Linked DNA regions of Anas platyrhynchos: region 2 is linked to region 1. A link is a contact called in public Hi-C data. All regions are on one chromosome and are shown on one strand. The core of a region is the stretch at or near the end of the contact, and the rest is flanking DNA. Distances in the headings are between cores, read along the strand shown. Region 1 overlaps TBL1X (transducin beta like 1 X-linked). Region 2 overlaps LOC140000002 (a long non-coding RNA gene).

Evidence for each region. A called contact is a pair of places that touch in the nucleus more often than the background predicts.
Region 2: a Hi-C map of skeletal muscle shows a contact between it and region 1, with 1.8 times the contacts expected there. The contact joins two enhancer-like sites. A contact is called at or near these places in 5 of 8 Hi-C or Micro-C datasets (liver, skeletal muscle, small yellow follicle and 1 more).

The regions. Positions count from the first base shown.
Region 1 is chr1:131,968,822-131,972,792 of IASCAAS_PekinDuck_T2T, forward strand. The region is part of intron 1 of TBL1X (transducin beta like 1 X-linked); the gene reads right to left. Among named protein-coding and RNA genes, the nearest start is that of TBL1X, 48 kb to the right of the region's middle. Within about 2 kb of position 2,235, at least 1 of the 8 cell types and tissues checked has an H3K27ac peak or open chromatin away from gene starts, as enhancers often do. A contact at or near this core is called in subcutaneous adipose tissue, where this site is marked.
Region 2 is chr1:132,027,864-132,032,124 of IASCAAS_PekinDuck_T2T, forward strand. The region is part of intron 1 of LOC140000002 (a long non-coding RNA gene); the gene reads left to right. Among named protein-coding and RNA genes, the nearest start is that of TBL1X, 11 kb to the left of the region's middle. Within about 2 kb of position 2,253, at least 6 of the 8 cell types and tissues checked have an H3K27ac peak or open chromatin away from gene starts, as enhancers often do. A contact at or near this core is called in subcutaneous adipose tissue, where this site is marked.

The DNA.
Region 1 (3,971 bases), core at 985-3,484:
TCAGCTGGCTGTGATCCATCTCAGGCTGCACAGAGCCAGGCTGCTGAGACTGGTAGCAGCATGGGTTACAGAAGGCACTGCTTCTGTTACTGAGCAGATGCAAAAGATGCAGGGTGCTCTACTGCCAAGGGTGAAGCCTGGCTTGGGGTCCTCCCAGAGGGTACGATGCAGGTAACGCTTAGGCAAAGGTGTGCATCAGCTGCTGGGCTGTGTTGAGGGCTTCTGTTTTAACAGGTCACGGTCAGCAGAGGAGCTTTGAGACTACACACGATATGGATGGACAACAACAAGAGCATCCTGCCAATGCTCACAAGGTGCTCGATGGGCGGCTGCTGTTAGAGTTTGTGAGACCTTTTGATGTGGGCTGGCCTGAAAAACTACAGGCACTTGTCTGAGAAAAGCCACAGGCTCTAATCACTGACCTAAGTTGGACATTTTCCAAAATACGTACTTAGAACCTCAAGCTGCTAAGTTTCACACTTTCTACTGCAAAATACTACACCTCTGAAAATGCTGAGATAAGTCAAGAGAGCTTTTGCACATTTTAAAGAAACTGGGCTCCAAATCTGGACTTCATGTTTGTCAGCCACATGAACTTCAAACAACACAGTGAGGACTCAGGTAATAATGGTATTCAAAACAGATAATAGAAGTTATACTATATGAAAAAGACTACTTAATTAGGCTACAGGAGGAGGAAGGGACACTGCATTGCCTATTTCATTACCAGAATACTGACTTTCAGTGTAAAAGCTAAAAATCACGCACACCATTACTCAGGCACTTTAAAAAAGACTGAAATACACTGACTTAACCAGTCAAGAATCTGTACTGTCATCATGTAAGGCTTGATCCTAGAAGTCTTCTGCATGTTGCCGAGGAAGTTTTTACAGTTTCGGACAATATCTATAACTGGATTTGTTGCGTGTTCAGAACACAAATGTATGATCAACGTGGCCCTTGCTGGCACTACCCACACACTGAGGAGCTGACAAAGAAAAATTGTGAAACATTAAAAGCCTCCAGTGAAATGAAATCTCTTAAACACCACTGGAAACTCCAATAGTCTTTAAGCAGATGAGAAAAAAAGAATGAAAAAAAAAGTTTTTAAAAGTTTAAAAGCTGTTAAAAAAAAGGTTGGAAAAATGCTACCGAGGTTTGTTCCACAGCAACCTAATACACTAATTCAACTCTGTTAGCCAAGAACATAATTCACAGATTAACAAATTAAAGCAATCATTACTTCTAACCCTGAACTCTTCAACAAAAGAGAAAACTTTTTTCATAATTTCCTTTTGATACTTTGCTATCCTAATTTATTTATAATTTGATGGAAAGTAAGATTGTACTATAGTAAGCAGAACTTGACATTCACACTTTTTAATAAACCAGATGTAAAATAAATTGTCAATGCTTTTCGATCTTTGAAATTTCTAAGAAAACATGAATAGAAACTTCATAGTAGTTCTGTAGGATGTCAGGCAGATAAATCATCACATTCCACTGAAATTATCTAACTGCAGAAAGGAGTGCCCTATCAATTGTCTTGTAAAGATATTAAGTAACAAATTTTTCTTTTAACAGATACATATCCCAATTTACCAAAAAAAATCAAGGAATAAAGTTGTAGTTCCAAACAACCCCATGGTGATATGAAGATAGTAATAAGCAACTACAAAAGTATGTATTTTAAAATATGTGCAGAAGACATGCTACTTTTTTAATATGAGAAATTAATTTATTTCATGCTATATGACATACAGCAGGTGTATAGATACATGTACATACCTACTAATAAGCACAACGCAGCTTATCTACAAATCCACCATTCACTGAGTATGATCAAACTGACGGTGTATAATGGCATTAAACACACTGACATCAGAGAACACTGAACCCGTCCAGGTGTCAAAAGTTTTTTTGTTTTTTTGTTTTTTTTTTTTTTAATCCAAAATATATGCTGCTGGTAACGTCATAAACACCGTGACGAATATGCTTCTTACTCTAAGCAAGATTTAAATGAAAAAAAATCATATACACATCAGTAATCACATATGCATACATACACACAAAGCGTTAAAAAAAACAAAGAAAAAACGGACACAAAAAGCCAGTGCTGTAACCACAAAATAACGTTGACATATTAGAAAATACCCACATAGTTTATATGCTACCATCATAATAGTGAAGAAATGCACTGGAATAAGTGTTCTGAAGATGTGTCATCCTAGCCAAGAAAAAAATACAGTTCAAAACATTCCTAAAAATTTTTTGTTGGCTGCTTGACAGTCTGCAAGTTAAAACCAGTGGAGCCTGGCTTTTGAGGTAACCTCCTCCCACTCTTCCTCCTCTTCCTTGTAAACTGCCCGTCATGGCCTAAACTCCATTCTATTTTTTACCTAACCTCTACCCAGCACCACCAGACTACGTAGCAAATACATGACAGTGGTCCCCCAGACAAGCTGACTTGATTCATCAGCAGTGAAAGTAATCATTACGTGAACGTTCCAGTCTGTGCATTATACAGAGCTCACATTCACTGTTTTCTTCTTCTCCAGTATTGTATTTAGGGCCATCTTTTTCAGCTCGCCTTATGTTTTTTTCTAAGCACATAAAATCCTGTGAGAATGAAGCTGGATGAATTTTTATGATACACTGTCATGCTCTGCTTTCAAATTAATTGGCTCATTTAAATTAACTGGTTATTTAAGACACTTATTGATACAAGCAGAAGCATCAGAGCCTAGGGTTTGCTTTTTTTTTGTAATATAAAAACAGATTCCCACAAATTCTTAATGAATTATATAATAACAGCAATACAAAATAGAAAGCACTAATGAAAATGGAATTAAAGAGACCTTCAGTACCTTTCACACAGAATGACAAAGTCTGTGTCCTGTGAACACCATGCCACGTTATTAAAAATTCACCTGCTCCTGTTCTTTTCTTTCATTTCTGAGAACTGGATGGATGGGAAAGAAGATACGCTCCTCATTAGAATAATTCTCATGCCTGCCTTTTATCTGTGCCTTCCAGCTTACAGTATTTTAAGAGTAAAAATAAAAGAAGTAAACTATATTAACTACACAGAACTATACGAGCTTTTTTAAATGACTGAAAAAGGCAACAGAATTAAATCCAAAAAGTAAAAAACAGCAAAGTTAAACCAAAAGGAAAGAGAGTTGTGTACATATAATTGGCAATACCTTCTGAAAAATCAAAGGGATTTGGTGTGCTTCAATCAAGTCTACAATCACATTGCTTTCCTAGACGTCTAATTCCTACACGTGTGTAAAGGGGTACAAGAAGAGTTAAGTTTGTTTTGTAACTGTAAAAGGCACCAGATAGATATATCCTTGGAAACTAATCCCCACAATATGAATAGGCACCGCCTGTGCTAGGGTTCTCTGTCCTACCCTGTCAGCAAAGCTCAGCCCTATCTGCGAGGAATGCTAGGAAAGAGGGGAGTTCTGCCTCCATCTCTGCTGAGATCTGGGATCTGGGTTTGTATTTTACTTCTAGGAGTGACCAAAAACCAAGTAGTGGATTAAAATAAATAAGTAAATAAACCAAGGAGGAAGAAATGAAGAGGTGATGACTGTGATGGCACCCCAGCCACAGCCTCCCCGCCGGCCCTGGTCCGTGGGCACAGGCACAGCGGCCGTGCCCGAGCTGGCCGCCTTCCAGCGAGCAGGTTGAGCACAGCACAGCACACCGCCACTGTGCCTCACCTCCACCTTCCCCACAGGCCTGACGGCCAGACTGGCCCCGTCCCACACTCATCTCACTGCCTCTGCACCGCCCCAGGTGCTGCTGCTGGGCCTTGATATCCCTGCATATCCTGGTGAAGGGCCCGAGAGCACAACCATTGCACCGCAGCACGTTTCTTCAGCCTCGGGACAGTTCCTTTTTTCTCTAAATCTGAGGGTTTTTGACTACATTAATGCTGTGTGTATGTAAGCACGTGCACG
Region 2 (4,261 bases), core at 1,003-3,502, 59 kb after region 1:
AGAACAATGAAGGAACAGCCCGCACGCACTGGCATCTGGGTCTGTAAATAGGGCCAGCAATGAGGCTTGCTGATGGAGGTACTCGTTTGGGATTTGACCACCTCCTGATGGAAATACCCCCATATCAGCACAGGGTCCACACGTCCCAGAGCCACAGCTCTGCTCCCAACCCTTGGACTGCTCTCCAGGGCCTTGGTGTCTCAAGCTACCCTGGGGGTCCCTACAGCTCTGCTGCTGCTGCCAGCAGCATGTGGCTTCCCCAGCAGGTCCCCAGCAAGCAGGCTTTCTGCTTCATACAGAAACAGGCACCTGGGGGCCGCAGGTAGGCCTGCTCTGACCTTCCCTGCTCAGGATGAACCTACCTGCCCTTTTGTAGTTGCCCTCAGAAACATAATTGGTAGCGGGAACATTTTATCTGTTTTATGCACAAATGTATCAGTACTTTCTAATGGGCTGTTACAACAAAAACTAGAAAAAACAATTCACATATCCGTACTTTGAAAAACTCATTCGGGATATCTGCGTTCTGAAATTCCAGGATCTCCCAGTACTGATAAACAAACTATGCCATTTCTTTTTAAGAACAAGTTTTACAAAAAAAAACAAAACAAAATAAACAAAAAAAAAAACACCCATGAGTTTATGCTATCTGCATGTGCTGCATCTGCACTCAGGCATTAGGGGGGTCCACACAGTTAAAATGTAATGAAATCCTTTCTACTGCATGTTCACTATTAGCTGAAAGATCCTTGGTTTCATCAGCATTTTAATTATCTAAGCACAGTTTCTGCTTACTTGACTCTGTTTTTGCAGCAATTCCCTCACCCAGTGCTTCCAACCAGCCCCGTACATCACAAGGACCTTTTTCTTGGTGTCAGCAGTCCTTCACAACCGTGCTCGCAGTGCCAGCACGAACTCCTCTCACTGCCAACGCAGGAAATTTTTAGTGCCACTATGCCCCCATCACATTCAGCGTGAAGGACTGGTTGCCTCCCAGCATATTCCGACTCCAGGGTTTAACTGTGTCTTTTGCACACAAAGGTGGATGGTTTGAAGGTGTTATTTATTTATTTATTTATTTATTTTTATACGCTAACCAGTACAACTGGTAGATCAGGCCCTGACCCAAACAAACGAGATGGTGAAGCAATGCTCAGCTCAGCTGGTTTCCCTTTCACTAGCACTCCCCCTGTTGTTCCGACTGGCACGGTGGTGGCATGGCCCTGACGTGGAAAGCCTGCACAAAGGGGGATGGTTGGATGGATGGGTGGATGGTTGGATGGATGGATGGATGGATGGATGGATGGATGGATGGATGGATGGATGGATGGCCGGCCACTGGAAAGGGCAGGCGATGCCAAGCGGCTTTCTTAAAGCTGCTGTGGAAATGTTTGGGTCCTCTCCCAGGATTTCTCACCAAAAAGGGAAAAAGAACAAAGATTTGGGTGAAACACGTGAAGAATTATGTTTTCTGCCTGCAGGGACTGAAGTTTGCTAAAAAATGCCCATTGTTTTAAAACCCAAAAACATTCACAAATATGAAATGTGAAAGCATTCATTAAGAAAAAATAAATCTGATGAATTTTCAGCCATGTGAGCACGTTTATTCTAAAGGACTCCTTCTTTTATGAAGATTGCCAGGTTACAGTGCAGAAATGTGAGCAGTGCAGGGCCAAGAGCACGCTCTCGTAGACGCCTTTCAGGGAGAGCTGTAGTGCCCATGCCTACCAGGCAGCTACTCATTCCCAAACACCATTTTATACACAGGGAGGAGGCATCAGCTCTCGGGTACCCTTGCGTAAATCAGCACTAACTTCATCACCAGATGGGAGTCGCAGGGGTGGATTTTGTGTTAAAAAAAAAAAAAAAAAAAAAAGAGAGAGAGAGCCAGGAGCCAGGCCCATACTGTTGATCTGGTTGGTTTGGGATGTCAACGTTATGGGTTAGAAATGACTGAATGATGACAACTGATGGATTTCAGGGGAGCTCAGTGGGGCTGCACAGGGCTTTTCTGCGCCCTGCAGTAACACTGCTGAGGGGACCCAAGCATGGTCGCCCCCTCCCCAAAATGCCTGAGGCTGCCCCCGTTGCAGAGTGAGGCTGAGCATTTGGATGTTTTCCCTTGACCCCCCAACCCGCTCCCCCAGCCCAGCCGCGGCCGGGGGCGGGGTGGGGGCTGGGGACACCGGGGACACAAAATGGAGGCGGCGCCGGGGCCGTGCGGGCAGTGCCCGCCTCTTACAGGGTTGTCGGTACCCGCCGCTGACCCCGCCGCGCAGAGCGGCTGCGCTGCCCCTCCCCCGCCCCGCCGGGGGGATGGGAAGGGGGAGGGCGGGGGGGGGGAGGAGAGGGGGAGGGGGCACGTGACCCCGCGGGGCCGCGCGGGGAGGGGGAGGGGAGGGAGGGGAAGGGCGGAGGGGAAGGGAGGGGGAGGGGAGGGAGGAGGGGCGGCCGCCGCGCCGCTCGGGGGGAGGGGGAGGGGAGGGGAGCGGCAAGGCGGGGGGGAGGGGCACGGGGTGGTTGGTGGCCGGCCGTGGGGATGTGGCGATTCCCTGTGGGGCTGCTCGGCGATAGCAGTAATAATAATAATAATAAAGATAATGGTAATAATAATAATAAAACATCAAAAAACGTGAACAACAACAATAAAAACACCTCAAAAAAAAAAAGCCATCTGGGGAAGGGAGGGTGTGTGCTGCGCTGCCCAGTGAGGTGCCCGCCATGTTGTGTGCCCTCCACGCTGTGTGCCCGCCATGCTGTGTGCCCGCCATGCCGTGTGCCCTGCTGTGTGCCACGGCTCCCCTCAGTCTGCCCGTGCCCTGCCCTGGCACACAGGAGGCCCACACCGTGCCACCACCGAGCGGGGGCTGAGGCCAGGGGGCTGTGGGTGGCCAAACCCCTCCCCGAGCCCCGTGCCACCCTGCTGGGTACTGAGGTCTCCACATGGCGCCTTGTGCCCGTGTCAGTGCCGGTCAGCCCCAGGGCAGGAGTAGCAGGGCCAGGCTGGTACAGGAGTTGTCTCTTGCCCACGTAGTCGCTGCAGGCCGGGCCAGGCCCGAGCCCAGCATCCCCTGTTAGGTTTGAGATGATTCTCTCTGACGGGCGGTCAGCGCACAGTCAGTGCACAGCATCGGCATGGTCAATCCTATGTACTGGTGTCCAAAACCAAGCCAGAAGCAACGTGTGTTTCTACGCCTGGATGTGGCAGCTCTTCCTGCATCCCAATAATCGACCTCAAAACACAGTCCCAAGAGCACAGTTTGAGGCCAAGAGCGCTATACATTCAATAGGTTACATTTGTGTTCTGCTTAAGTGCTGGAGTATTTGCCTCCGTGTTTTCGAGAGGCATAGGAGATGGGGAAAAGGGAAGATTTTTCTAGAAGTCGGGATTTGAGGTGCAGGAAGCAACACATGAACACCCTTCGATTTCAGATGGCAGTGGTGTGTAGGTACTGCAGCATGTGGTGTGCTGACCACAGGGGAAATCCCCGAGGGGACAGCCCCACCTGGAATATTTGGGGATCTTCGGTAATGGGTTATTTTGGGATCTTCGGATCCCAAAAAATATTTTGGGATCTTTGGACTTGACTCCTGGGTGTCCTTCCATGAAGTGATATGGCTGCAGTTCCCTCTTGGCTTCAGAAACAAAACAAAACAAAACAAAACAAAACGACAAAACAAACAAACAAACAAAAAAAAACAAAAACAAAAAAACAACACAGGGATATAATTTCTTTATGGTACCAATGCATCACCTCTTTCCTGAAACTTTCTTAAATGTTCACTAAATTAAGCAAATTAATTAATTAATTAATTAAAAAGCCAAAGTCTTGCAAATGCTGCCCGGAGTCAGCAGATTCAGGCAAGTCTCTCGGGAGATTCAGGGACAGACAATAGGGTGAAGTAAATGATGTTGTGAAGTGGCGCCGCAAGAGTGTGCTGGGAAACTAATTCCAAGGGTAAAAGTCAGGCTGATGTGAGTGATGTGGTATTTCATGGGGATGTAAAATTAGGATACATGCAGAGGGCCAATTTCACTGCTGACCTAATCTAATGCCATTCCAGTAATCTCAGAAAATTGCTCTTATTAGTGCAAGAAGTGACTCTGATCCTGGAACGATGAGAGACGTCCTTTAGCAGAAGCAAATAAAGGGGACTATAAAGTTTAGGCTTGCTGTACACTGATGTTTACTTAAACAATAATCGTATCCATAATTAACACAGGGGCAGTTTAGCCTGTGAGAAGTTATCAGTGTGATTT